Linked DNA regions of Pelodiscus sinensis: region 2 is linked to region 1. The links are chromatin contacts, called in public Hi-C maps. All regions are on one chromosome and are shown on one strand. Each heading gives the region's core, a stretch centred on a gene start, on an enhancer-like site or on the middle of the called end of the contact. The rest is flanking DNA. Distances are from core to core; before and after follow the strand shown.

What was found. Hi-C and Micro-C count contacts between places; a contact is called where the count stands out from the background.
Region 2: a Hi-C map of liver shows a contact between it and region 1, with 5 times the contacts expected there. The contact joins the promoter of LOC102463239 here to the promoter of STIM1 in region 1. A contact is called at or near these places in 3 of 5 Hi-C or Micro-C datasets (liver and an unstated tissue).

The regions. Positions count from the first base shown.
Region 1 is chr1:325,904,259-325,908,158 of ASM4963464v1, forward strand. STIM1 (stromal interaction molecule 1) reads left to right here and starts at 2,129. Exons shown (of 14, transcript XM_075919691.1): 1 at 2,129-2,260.
Region 2 is chr1:326,120,624-326,124,523 of ASM4963464v1, forward strand. LOC102463239 (sodium-dependent proline transporter-like) reads right to left here and starts at 1,629. Exons shown (of 18, transcript XM_075919697.1): 1 at 1,510-1,629; 2 at 1,478-1,507. The coding sequence starts at 1,627. LOC142826605 (a long non-coding RNA gene) reads right to left here. Exons shown (of 2, transcript XR_012900835.1): 2 at 3,880-3,900.

The sequences.
Region 1 (3,900 bases), core at 879-3,378:
TGAGGCTCAAGGTCACCCCAAGCACTGGGGACGTCGCGTTGGCACTCCAGCCCCCCTGGCATCCCACCATGGGGCTAGAGCACACAAAATCTATTAGCCTGGGCCCCCCCAGACTCAGGTGTGGAGGGAAGTGTCCTTCTCCTTTTCAGTCGGGTGCCACATCAGTGAGGGGTTTTGGTTTTTTAGCTTCTCACATGTGTGTGACCCCTGACTGATTTTTCTGTGGGACAGTGGCTCCCTGACCCCAAAAAGGTTCCCAACCACCGATGTAGAGATACAATAATGCCGCACTTAAAGTCAATGACTTGATTACCTGCATCCTGCTTCAAAGACCTTTTAAGACTTCACTTCAAAGAGAATCCTGTGAACTGTCATTCATGCTTAAATTCGACACTTTACACTCAAATTTGAATAAAGACGCTAATTATCTTACCCATTACAAAGATAGCTTCCCCAGTTATCACCTCTAATATCATTAGCTCACAGACATCTACCTTCCCCCTTTTCCCCTCCTCCATCCCCCTTCTGTTCTGAAATTTGATTTGTCCTTTTCATATGTGTTCATTTTTTTTATTTGTATCCTTTGGTATATATGGTTGTGACAATTTTCTTCCACTATTTGATCTGAGGAAGTGGGTCTGGCCCACGAAAGCTCATCACCTAATAAACCATCTTGTTAGTCTTTAAAGTGCTACACAGTCCTGTTTTTTGTTTCAGCTGCACCAGACTAACACGGCTACATTTCTAGCACTTAAAGTTGTCCCAGTTAGCATTGTTTGGTGATCTAGTAGAGAACATACCTGTTTAAAATCAGGCAATGTTCTGTTATAAGGTTGTCTGGCTTGCGCTGCTCTGCCTGCCCAGTGTTCCAGTTGGGGAGCAGGGTTGGGATGAAGGGGCTTACCCCCCCTCCGCCTGCCCAGCATTTCAGGTGGGGAGCAGGCGCTCCACTCTCTGGCAGAAGCCCTGAGTGGGCAGAATGGGGCAAGCCCCCAGAGCTAACCCTGCACCCCAGCTGGAACGCCAGTAGGCAGAGGAGGGCTGTCTCCTGTGCCCTGACCCCACTACACCCCCTGCCTCACCCATGCTTCACACTCATCATTGGTGAGTAGAGGGTTACATTGTTTCAAATTATTTAAAACTTAAACAACTTATCTGTCAATTAAAAAAATCCCCCCATTTACATTAATTCTCACAGAGGAATTGGATTCACTTAACATCGTGTGGCTTAAAGTAGCAGCCTTGAGGAACAGAACTACCACTTGAAGCGAGGAGTTACTGCACCGGGCCCCTTTCAGCCAAAGATGGGGGAGCGGTGGCAGGTCCCCCCAGGATGTTGCCTAGTGTTTGAGCAGTAGGACTTACAGCCCTGCCCGCAGGAGACTGGCCAAAAGTCTGCGGGAGCTTTCTGCTAGGGCACATTTCCAGTGGGGTGGCAGCACGGATAGCAGGTTTAAAACTAATAAAAGAAAGTTCTTCTTCACACAGCGTGTAGTCAACCTGTGGAACTCCTTGCCAGAGGAGGCTGTGAAGGCTAGGACTATAATAGAGTTTAAAGAGAAGCTAGATAATTTCATGGAGGTTAGGTCCATAAAAGGCTATTAGCCAGGGGATAGAAATGGTGTCCTTGGCCTCTGTTTGTCAGAGGCTGGCGAGGGATGGCAGGAGACAAATCGCTTGATCATTGTCTTCGGTCCACCCTCTCTGGGGCACCTGGTGCTGGCCACTGTCGGCAGACAGGATACTGGGCTAGATGGACCTTTGGTCTGACCCAGTACGGCTGTTCTTATGTTAAGTCCTGCCTGCACTAAGCTCCCCCGTGCTCACTGCAGCCAGAGCAGGAGCATGGGGCGCTCCAAGATACACAGCCAGTCACCAAGCTAGCCCCTCCTCCCAGTACCACCCAGCCCCTCCGGGCGCGCAGCAGAACAGCCACCGCCGCCGTCTCCCTTCCGGCCGCCGCCCCCGCCGGGCTCTGCTTAGCTCATAGACTTTGCCGCCCTGGTCCGTGAGTCGCCACCGCCTGCAGCCCCTGACTTTCCCCGCCAGAGGCCGCTGCGGGGCAGCGCGGAGCCCGCCAGGGGGCGGGGCCATAGGGCCGTCGCCTATTGGCTGCATGAGGGACGGGGCGGGACCTCCCCTGGTTCCTGCCCCGCCCCGTTTGGCGGCGCGGCGGTTGGCGCCTCCGCTGTCAGTGTCCGAGCGTGCGGCGGCAGCGGCGGCGCTGGAGCCCGCTCCGGAGCTGGGTGGCGACAGCGGGGTAACCGGCCGCCGGGGCGGGGGTCCGCCCGCGGGGGGGAGAGACCTCTGCGGGGGGGGCGGCGGGAGAGACCACCGGGCGCAGGGAGCGGGGCGACGGCGAGCCTGCTGCTGACAGGACTGCCCGGGAGAGACCATTGCGGAGGGCTGCCCGGGAGAGACCATTGCTGGAGGGGTCAGGGGTTAGTGCGGGTGCAACCATTGCTGGGGGAGGTTAAGGGTTAGTGCGGGTGAGACCATTGCTGAGGGGCGCAGGGGGAGGTTAAGGGTTAGTGTGGGTGAGACCATTGTTGAGGGGCGCAGGGGGAGGTTAAGGGTTAGTGCGGGTGAGACCATTGCTGAGGGGCACAGGGGGAGGTTAAGGGTTAGTGCGGGTGAGACCATTGCTGAGGGGCGCAGGGGGAGGTTAAGGGTTAGTGCAGGTGAGACTATTACTGAGGGGTTATGGGGAGAGCCTAAGTTAGTGTGGGTGAGACCATTGCTGAGGGGAACAGGGGGAGGTTAGGGGTTAGTGTGGGTGAGACCATTGCTGAGGGGGGAGGTTAAGGGTTAGGGTGGGTGAGACCATTGCTTATGGACTGAGGGGAGAGGTTAAGGGTTAGTGCAGGTGACACCATTGCTAGCAGGGTAGGGGAAGGATGAGGGTTAGTGAGACAGTTTTAACGGGGTAGGGGGGAGGTTAAGGGTTAGTGTGGCTGAGACCATTGCTGAGGGTCTGTGGGGGAAGGGAAGAATTGTGGAAGGGGGGGAAGGTTCTGGTCAGAGGGACTGGAACCAGCATTAATGATCTGGATCTGTCCCAGACATTCCAGGCCTGCCAAGTGAGAGCAGCCCCAGGAGCAAGGGGGGCTAATCCAGGGAGAAGGCAGGCCTACTGGATCAGCCGCTGTTCCGGGAGAAGACTGGAGTTGAACTCTCCTGATAGGCTCTAGGTCTGACGAGTGAGAGCTGGCCTGGGAACTATTGGGATTTCTTACCTTATCCTCGAAAAGACTTTCCTAGGAAAATCCGTGATTGAACAGTTGCCTTGATTTAAATGGGGATAAAAGGAAAAATAGCCTAAAATAGCCTATCATAGCTAAGAGGCCTAGGCTAGATCATCACACAACTCTAGAAAGAGAGCTGTGCTGGAAATAAACTGGGCCAAACGAAGAGAGATTCCAGCAAATTGTTGAGTTGGAGAAGAGCTGCTGATAAAATACAGTGACCTGGAAATCCCAAAGATAAACTGAGATTTGCTGGCGTTCGTAAAGAAAGCTTGGTCAAAACTGAGTGAAAACCAAAGTTTGGATTAAATGGTTCAGATGCCTTTTGGATTGAATTGAGAAATCTGCCCTGGGTAGAGATACTAACCCGGAGAGACCACAGATAAGACACCCCTGAAACAGGTTTAAAACTACTGCAGTTTCGTGCTGCTGAGGTGGGAGCAGAGGAACCCGTTGTGGGCGATTGACCACTTTTTTTTTTTTTTTTATAAGGGAGTGCTAGCAAAGAAAGGGATAGTTTACCTGGTAGCTGGCAGGTCTCCACCTTTGTTAGCCTCCAGCTGAATAAGGTGTCATTGTTTTGGCATGTTTTTATTTTTTCTTCTGTTCTAAAAAAACTGTGGCATGGAAGCTTTTTAAGGTTTCTTCTCTACAT
Region 2 (3,900 bases), core at 379-2,878, 220 kb after region 1:
CCAAGGAATGTGTCTCAAAGTCCTTTATAATGACCTCACACGAAGCTTCCCTTGCCTTTGAGATACATACTGATGTCACCAAAAACACTGTCTTAAAAGAACATTGAGAATCTCATGGATAAATAATATATGCATGCTCAAAAGTCCACGAAAGACACAGTGAATGAGGGTGGTGTCCTAAAAGGCCATTGCTTAACCCACTGCTCTTTACAAGGCTGTAGAAAACAGTGTGCACTGTATACAGGGAAATAACACATGTTCAAGTATTTGTCAACTGTATCAAACATTTTCTACTTTGGGGTATCTCCATGCAACCTGAACTTGCATTTTTAGAATTCAATTTTTAGTTTGTATTAATTTAAATGGATAGTACTAATGTTTAGTTTTAAACATCTAAAATGTGTCTGTATTTACATCTTGACCACTGTGGAAAGTTATAAGGAGGATATCAGACAGCAGTTATTGAATGACAGTAGCAGAGATTTAAAAAGTTAAAACCTCTGTAACTCTGACACACTGACAACACACATCAACATATACAAATTAAATATCCTTAAATCAAACTCTACTAAAGTTCTCAAGCAGAACGAGGAGTAACGGTAGCTTGGAATAGGAAGCCTAATCCGAACTACCTAGTCCGTGCCGGGCGGCACGGAGTCCGCACTAGCGGACATTTAAAAATGGCGGCGCCTGGCAATATGCAAATGAAGCCCGGGAAATTCAAATCCCGGGCTTCATTTGCAACTCCGGTTGCCTACATTACCACCCTAATTCGAACTAGGGTGGTAGTGTAGAGACACCCACAAAGTCCACAGGAAGGAGGTCCAAAAATCACTGCGGGTTGGAACCTCTCTAGTTTGGCACTCTCTGGTCTGATAACATCCGTGGTCTGCCATGATTTTAGTTAGCCAGATGCCCACTTATCATGGGCATGTATCCGTGGTCCCATAAAGTTTGTTTATAGCCACCAGTCCTGGCTCTCAGTGTTCTGTGCTGTTAATTAGCTCTACTTTACCCCTATATGTCCAGAAAGCAGTGGAAGTGTTGGTAACACTGCTAGACAATATTGACTTTCCGTGGTTCGGCACATTCTCTGGTTCAGCACCAGTCAGGTACTGAGGGTGCCGGGCTAGAGAGGTTCAACCTGTACAACTACAGAACTCTCCTCATTGTGTCCTTCATAGGATAGGCAGTGAATGAGATAAGAGCTACTGGGTGAGACCTGCACTGCAAGCTGCACATCCTCCTAGCCACTTGGGTATTATGTATACACCCAGATAGGCAGGCATAAAAGGTTCCATGAAGGAGACATGGCATGCATTGAATGAGGTACATTGCCCATGCACACCACATCAACTGTCCATTAAGAAAACCCCACCTTTTTAAAATGTACACTTCTCTGCACGTGACTATGCACAACTTTAATCAACTGTGCGAGGCCTGGTGTATGCTTACAAGGCACACTACAGTCACCTACCTGCATTCCAAATGCTGGAGCTACTGAAATGCTGCAGGGCAGAGCTACACTAGAGAGTAGAGCATGAGGTGGCCATGGGAAAGCAGATGGCACTGCAGAACAGGTCTGATTACATCCATCAATTATTTGTTGTCTCTCCTCTTCTCTCATTTTTTTTCCTGTTGAAGTAAAATGGAAACAAAGTTTAGAATAAAAATTGAGAAGTCCTGGGCCTCAGCTCCTGACAGCTTCTGCTCTCTCTGGGTTGATGCAGTGACCCCAAAGATTTGCTTGCTGGTGCAAATGCAAATTAGAAATAAATCTCACATTTTGAACAGTGGGAGTGATTAACCACCAGAACAAACTACCTTTGGAAATGATGGATTCCCCATCTCTTGATGTCTCCACATCTCATTGCAACTCTCATTTTTGTATAGTGTTAGCTTTTCTCTTTGAGTTTTAATTTTTTATTTTAATTCCCTCAGCACAAATGAATTTCTGGATTGTTTTTCATTTTGAATCAGTGACCTCTAGTGATTGGTTTGGTTAATTACAAGAGTATTATAATGTTTCATTCTCAGAGGCGCTGAGCAGCTGCAATGCCAGCTGAAGTCAAAGAGAGCCGCAGGTGCTCAGCACCTCTGGAAAGCTGGTCCCTATCCTCTAGATCATGGGTTCCCAAACTGGGGGGGGCATGAAGAAATTCTGGGGGGGAGGGGCGAGGCGACCAAGCCTCCCCCATTAGCCTCCCTCCCAAGTTTTGCTGCTATTTTTGTTTTTTGGTCCCAGTCCAGTCATTTCCTTTTTTTTTCCTCAACAAGTTTTGCTGCTATTGGGGGTGGGGAGGGAGGGCGTGAGGGTTTCTCAAAAATCCAAAAGGGGGCATGAAGCCGAAAAGAAGTTTGGGAACCACTGCTCTAGATGCATGCAGAGCAGATAAAACCTCAGATATTTATTAAGGCTTGGAAGGCCAGGATTTTAATTAGTAAATGTTGGTAAGCGTCAATTTCACCATACAGGCACAAATTGATTAAACAAGTTACAAATAGGTAAAGTCTGAAAAATACTGCTTGAAAATTTAGTAGAACTTGACTGCAGGATAGCTACTTTGTATACTTTGACGTGTTGTTGACAATTTGTATTCAACTATAAAGCTGTAACTTTTGAATCTCAATATCTATTATCATTAAATAGCTACCACCCTCCCCCCATTGTTTGATGACCACATAGTTTTCATATTTAAATGGATAAAAAAGCTGAACCCCATAGTGTTGTCTGTCTGCTAAAATTAAACGGATAAACATAAAAACGCTTAAAATTTAAACATTAAAACTGTATTTAAAAAAATCAAATTCTGCCAAAGTCTAGTTATTATGGTCTTGTACAGTAAAGTCTCTGGAACTCATTTTATTTGAGGGTTGAGCCACAGTGCCAGGATTTCAAACAGTGACCTCACAGAACATGGGTGTTTCAAAGCCAAGTTTTAACCCTTTTAGCTATTGTCTTCTCTAGCCTATGGGTAGCCCAGGGTTTGCCTGCGTTATACTTACAGCACTTCCCACAGAAATGAATGCCCTGGAAGAATAATCACTGCATCACTAGTAGGGGATGAAGGTGCTGCATTATGCTCATTGTGAGACAGGACATGTAAGGATATCTCAAGGGAGGGGGAGGGGAAACACTGATAATGCAGAACATGGAAAAGGGATTGATTCTGTTTTCAGTACAAGTAGGACCTCTGCCCCCTCCGAGTTAAAGTCTCCAGGGGAGGCAAGGAGCCAGCAGAGTACTGCAGGTTCAGCAGCATCTCCACCCGCTGGGAAAAGCCACAGGCCAGGAGTAGCAACAACAGTGTTGGGTGTGACACACGGTTCCGCCAACCTCGCAATCTGAAAGAGCTTATGACTCGTTAACTTTCAGTCTCTTGCTCAAAAATGTGGTGGGACTCTAGTGCTGGTGAAAAGTGCCAGCCTGGCAGCCTCTGGAGAGAAACAGCCTTTTCTCATCCACAGCTTCTCCAGTACCATCCCTGCCTGGGCAGAAGCAGTGAGGAGGTAGCTTTAGTCTTCAGCAGAGCAATTGGTGGTTTCTATCATGTAAATGCCTGAATGTTTGGGACTGGATTGAGACCATCACCTCCTTTTGACAAAACCAATTATCAGACAATAACTACCATTGGAACAGGACTATGAAGGGTGATATAGCCATGAAAGGCTCTGGATCTTATCAAATCTCTGGCTCCTGCCAGTCACTCATCTCTCTGCTCTTGTTTTTATCTCTCTTCCACACCACACTTTGCAGTGAATATCAATATCTGATCTCTCCTATGCCCCTGCTTCCCTACCACAAGCAACCCCCTGCCCCTTTACTGCCAAAGCTAGAACACCATGAACATTTCTCTCTGTGCCTGCTGGGCATACATACATTTCAGAAGCATTTCAGGA